2 separate regions of the Macaca mulatta genome follow, and region 1 is linked to region 2. The links are chromatin contacts, called in public Hi-C maps. All regions are on one chromosome and are shown on one strand. The core of a region is the stretch at or near the end of the contact, and the rest is flanking DNA. Distances in the headings are between cores, read along the strand shown. Region 1 holds the start of FDX1 (ferredoxin 1). Region 2 holds the start of RDX (radixin).

Region 1 (2,889 bases), core at 204-2,703, 130 kb before region 2:
ACTCTCCCTCTAGTTCTCTATTCCTGCTACCCTACATTACGAGGTCAAGGGGCTGTTGAGAGATCTGCTTTATATAAATCGCCACCATGTTTCTAGCCTCCTTGCTGCTAGAAATCATGTTTAAATTTTATCTCTAGTATATTTAGGGAGTGTCTTTGAAAAACAAATATGCCCAAGAACCTAAAACTTCAACACATTTGGGGGAAATTGTTCACATCTCTTAAAATATTTAAAACAAAACCCTCTCAACATTGTGAGGCTAGGAGACTGCTGCTGCTGCTGCTGCTACCACCAAGTGGCATTTACCGAGCCCTATGTGCCAGACACAAGACTACCCGTATCGCTGTATTAACTCATTTATTCTTCAATTAACCGTAGGAGGTCTAAACTGTTATTATCTTCAACTTGCAAATGGGGAAACTGGGTTCCTAAGGACTGACGAAGTTAGGCACGTCAGACAATCCGTGCCAAAGGGAAGTTTCAAGTCCCGGCGGATTACTTCAACGCAGGGGCTTTCAACACTTGAGCAACTAGCAAAGGGCCTACAGAGCAGCAGAGGTTATGGGCTTGGTGTATTCTACCTGGACACCCCCTGACAAAGACCTGGGACCCAGGTGTCCTCCCAAAGCAGGGCAAGGCCGGGAAAGAAACGGCTGGCAGGAGTGTCAGGCCAGGACAGCAGCAGGGGAGCCTGTCGCGAAGGTCACTGTCAGTTTCGGGCAGAGCAAAGGTCAGATCCCAGACAAATCACACGGAGAACAAGCACCAGCAAAGTCCCGGCTTTCCTGTGGGCACGGGAGGCGCTGGGAAAGGTAGCTGGGCGTCCAGAGTCCCCGATTCCCGCCGGGAGTGGGTAATACGCGAAGGAACTTTGCGGTGCGACGGAAGGGAGGCAGCGACGCCACCGAGCAGCAAAACGGAGCCGCGAGGGCACCCCAGAAGAGCGAGGCGAGAGGCAGGCCTCCGGGGTGTGGGCCCGGCGCGTAGAAGGCGGCGGAACCAGACTGGGCCCAACCAGCCAGACGCCACCCACCGGGGACCCCGGCCCGTGCCCACATGGCGCCCTACCTGCTCCGCGCCCGCGCCGACACGCTCAGCGGCCGGCTCGCCCCGGCTCTCCCGCCCGGCCCCCGGCTCCTCAGCAGGCCGCTGACTCCAGCGCAGGACCCAGCGTGGTGCAGCCACCGGCCGGCCGGGCCGCCGAGTACCGCAGAAGCGGCGCGCAGCAGCCGGGCGCCCCCAGCGGCAGCCATCGCCCGCGGTCCGGAACTGCCGGAAGCGACGCAGGCCGCGGGCTGCGGCCGCGAGAGACTCCAAAGAGGCGGGGGCCGCAGCTGCAGCGCAGACGCCAGAGGGCCGTGGCGAAGGGCGCGGGGCTGGAGTGGCGGAGAGGCCCCACTGGGAGCAGCGCGCCGAGGCCCCGCGTGCCTTCCGGGTGACCTATAAAGACACTGGCGAGCAAAGTGCGGCCCCGCCCCGCCTCTCCCGCCCACGCCGCCAAGTCCCACGGGGCGGGGCCAGCGCAGGGGACCTTTACCTATCCTCTAGGTTCCGTCGTAAGCTGGGTGGTTTCTTAGCGCCCAGAGTTGCCATGCAGAAACAAAATATTTTAAAAGATAGCTGGACGGCTAGCGGAAACCAGTTAGCTAGACCACTGTGTTCTGTTCCGTGTTCCCCCAACCCCCAGCCGTTAAAAAAAGAAAAAACTGGGAAATTGTGTCATCTTAGAGTCAAGTTAGAGCAAAAGTGAATTCTGCGCACTGTAAAACAAGAACGGGGAAATTTTGAAAAATCTCAGAATGCTATTATACAAAGAAATAATTATGACTGTAAAATTGTAAATGACAATAATGAATAGGCTTGGGGCTGCTGCAGAGGACAGGCAGCCATCCTAGACCTTGACTGGCAAATAAATGCTGAGTACATGAAACCCACGAGACTGAACAGGAAACTTTGTGATGAGCTGAGATTTCTAAAAGAGTTTCACAAAAGCCAGAAAAGATGAACTAACTTTAAAAACACTTTATCATGGTTAATATGTTGTGGGAAATGCATGGGCTTTAAGGTCAGAAATAGCAATGTTCAGATCCAAGGTCTACTACCTTAGAGATCTGAGACCTTGGAAAAATTATTCTCCTAGAGGATCAGAGTTTCCATAATTTTCAAACACAGATAAGATGTTCCAGCCTTCAGGGCCATTCCGATGTTAAACAAACACGCAAAACATACAGTGCGTCACAAACCAGGAAGGCTACCACTTCCTGGGCCTTCCTCCATCAGGGTACTCATAAAGAGGCTAAAGGCCAAAGTCAAGGGGATATTGCAGATATGCTAAACACAATCAGATACTTTTTTTTCTTCTTTCTTGGCATGGAGCCTCTCTTTTGTCCAGGCTGGAGTGCAGTGGTGCGATCTCGGCTCACTGTAACCTCCGCCTTCCAGGTTAAAGTGATTCTCCTGCTTCAGCCTCCCGAGTAGCTAGGACTACAGGCGTGTGCCACCACGCCCCACTAATTTTTGATAATTCAGAACAAGAAAGTGTAAACCTGAGTAAAGTCTCTGCGGACAATGTATGGTGCTTTCTCGAACCCAATGGCAGAGAGAAGGCAATGGCTCCTAATTGCCTCAACTCTTTGGGTAAAGAAAAATCTGCGAAGGGCACAGCAAACCCTGACAAGTAATCTTGAAGAGGAGGTTGTAAAAGAACAGTTAACTTTTTTTTTTTTTAAATAAGATCAAACCTCCAAGGTCAGATGAATTAGTTGTAGGAAGAGAATTGGAAAGAAAAAAAAAAAATGTAGACGTTCTCTCTTCTCTCAGCCCTCCTGTAGCAAATACAGTTTCAACTCCTTTAAGGCACTTGACAGTTTTCTGCTTTGTAGAGTAGTT
Region 2 (2,808 bases), core at 29-2,528:
CTTGAGTTTTACCCTTGAGTCTCTTGGGGGCTTTTAATTGTTCAGAGAGGTCTCAAAGGGCAATAGTGGAAACTCACTGGAGAGGCAGGCTAGTGAAAGTGATTTACAGATATTTCCTGGAAAAGCTACTGTCTCACCTAAGGTAAATGCTAAGGCAGGAAGTATAGGAGTTATTTGTCCTATAAAAGTACATATACTCAGTTTTGTAATTTGAATCTAAAGTTTGTTCACAAAAGCTAAGCCAAAAAAACTATTTCAAACAGGGCAAGCCAGGCGAATCTGATTTTGTGCGCTTGCTGTTTGTATATTCACAGCAAGTTTTGCTCCCTGAATCATCCCATCCGACAATGCTGAGGGGACGCAGCATGGACAGAAGACTGATCCAGAAATCAGGAGCTTCCTGTCTCATCCCAGCCACTAAAGTGAGTGGGTTAGACTTAGTCTTAAGATTGAATGCCTAACTTTCTCTAAATCTAGAATTATGTAGCTTTGGCGGCGCTTTGGGGCCCTACTTCCAACTTTTTCTTGCTAACCCACTCCTTCCAACTGCCAAAGCATATCGTTGGTAATAAAAAATTATCACACATCCTTGCTTGGATTAAAATTTGCACTCCTGATTTGGGGTCTTATCCATTGAAGTTTTGGTGAAGTTTTAAAATTGTCGCTGAAAAATTAAGTTTTTCTAGTTGGTTAAAACCTGCCAAAATAATGTAAACGTTCTTTGTTGCAAATCTAAATTCCGCTCAGGTAGGCCCTTTTCTCTCTCCCAGTCCAGGATCTTCAAACCTAACAGCCAAGTCTCACGCTCCATTTGGTCCCCGGCTCCCTCTGGGAAGAATTCCTCCTCTGGGGGCGACGGCAACGCCCTCAGTGAGTTTGCTGGCACCAGCGGGAGTTTCAAGTTTCCACTCGTTGGGGAGGCGGCGGGCACACTCCGAGCTTTGGGCTGGGCGGCTCCGCTTCCCTCGACCGCAGGCTTCGCTCGAGCCCAGCGCTCTCCAGAAGGGCTCGACCCTCCGGCGCGTTCGTCCTATTTCCCTGGGGGCTCCCGAGCCCGCAGCCTCCCCCCTCGCGTTGGCCGGCCCTAGACCGCGACCCCCGGCCACGCCCGGAGCCAGGCCTGCGGCTGCGAGCCCGCGGGAGGGGCGGGGCGCGGGCGGCCCCCGGCGGCGGCGTTGGCGCTCAGGCTGCGGCGCGAGGCAGGCCGGCCGGCCGGCAGAGGGAGGCGGGGGGCGCCGGGCAGCCCCGCCTTTTCCCCGAGGAGGCGCCGAGCGGCCATATTGCGGAGCTGTCTGCGGTGGCGGCGGCGCCTGTCGTCTCCCGCGGCCCAGCGCTCGCACCACCGCCTCTCCCTCCCTGCCGCAGCCGCGCCGCCGCGCAGCGCCCCAGCCACACGCCGGCGGGCAGAAGTCGCCCGCTCTCCGGGTAAGCCGCGGCGCCCTCCCTTCCCCCACTCCCCGCTCCCGGTTCCTCCGGAGACGCTGAGGTGGCGGCGAGAAGTTGCGGGGCCCGCGCTGCCCGGCCGTGGCGCCGCCGCCAGGGCCTGAGCGCGCCTCCGCTCGCGCCCCTCGGTCGAGGCGCCACCGTGGTAATGGCCCGGCCGGCCAGGCTCCTATCCGGGCTGGCGGGGGCCGCGAGGCCCTGCCCGAGTCGTGGCTGAGCCGCGGCCCGAACGTGCCTGCCGGGCCAAAGTCGACCCTTGCCGCCGCGCGATTCTCCTCTCCTCGGGGCGCGGGGTCTGCCTTCAGCGCCGGCCTCGGACCCCCGCGCCCTGGGGACGGTGGGCTACCGCTGCCTGGACTGGGCCCCGGGCCCGGGCTGGCGTCGTCCCAAGGGTTGTTTGCAAATCCAGATATTCATCGTAGGTAGAATTCGATTTTGCATTTATTAGAACTTGTCCCCCGGCCTCCGGTTTGAAAGGAGGGGTGTTGAATTACTAGACAGCGTGCGTTCCGCCCCAGTGGCAAAGGGGATGTTGCATGACAGGGTTTGGGGCACCAGCCGCTCCCACCGCCAGCACCCGCCAGGCCAGGGCCGCGGTTCCCGTGCACAGCTCTCCCTGCTGCTGTTGCAGCTTGGAGCCCCTAACTTTCTCGGGCCCTTGAGGCCGCTCAGTTTTAGCGTCTCAGACCCCACCAGACAAGTTCAGTTCATGATAGCCCTCTTTTCCTTTAAAGGATTCTAAGCTCAATTCCCGGACTAAGTTTGAAAGGGGGCAGTGCATTTTTTTTTTTTCTTCAGTTTAAACAGACTACATCACTTCCTAAACAGATGTCACGTTTCTTCAAACATTCCCAATATTTGGTTTTTTTTTTTTTTTCTTAAAGAGTAATTATTAGGTTGGAGGTGTGTTAAAAATCAACTTCATAAAAATATATTTTAAAATCCAGTTGAGATTTTGGTGGAAGACACGTTGCTGAGGAGCTCGATGGCAGTCTTGTGGCACTAACACTGGCAGGATGTAAATATAAAAGCCTAAGATGATAAGGGTTTATTTGATAAACGAGTACTTTGACATAGACATTGCAATCTATTGTTTACGGAGCATACTTCTTTTTTTTTTTTTTTTTTTTTGGAACACTAAATACTCTTTTATATGACTGATGGAGCTAAGAAGGAACAATTACCCCGTTCATGTTGCTGGATAAATAATGGCTTGATCCATTTGCCAAAACAGCATCACTGGATTTGAGAAAGGAGACTAATATTCAGGATTGCAGTTTTTTATTTTCAGAATTCCTTTGCTTTCCCCAGTGTACTTTATCTTCCAGAGACTAACAATACTTTACTTCAAATACAGCAACATGT

What was found. Hi-C and Micro-C count contacts between places; a contact is called where the count stands out from the background.
Region 1: a Hi-C map of fetal cortex germinal zone shows a contact between it and region 2, with 4 times the contacts expected there. The contact joins the promoter of FDX1 here to the promoter of RDX in region 2. A contact is called at or near these places in 2 of 14 Hi-C or Micro-C datasets (fetal cortex germinal zone and liver).

The regions. Positions count from the first base shown.
Region 1 is chr14:111,201,820-111,204,708 of T2T-MMU8v2.0, reverse strand. It overlaps FDX1 (ferredoxin 1), which reads right to left and starts at 1,453. Exons shown (of 4, transcript XM_015115633.3): 1 at 1,069-1,453. The coding sequence starts at 1,253.
Region 2 is chr14:111,069,499-111,072,306 of T2T-MMU8v2.0, reverse strand. It overlaps RDX (radixin), which reads left to right and starts at 1,278. Exons shown (of 16, transcript XM_028833947.2): 1 at 1,278-1,425.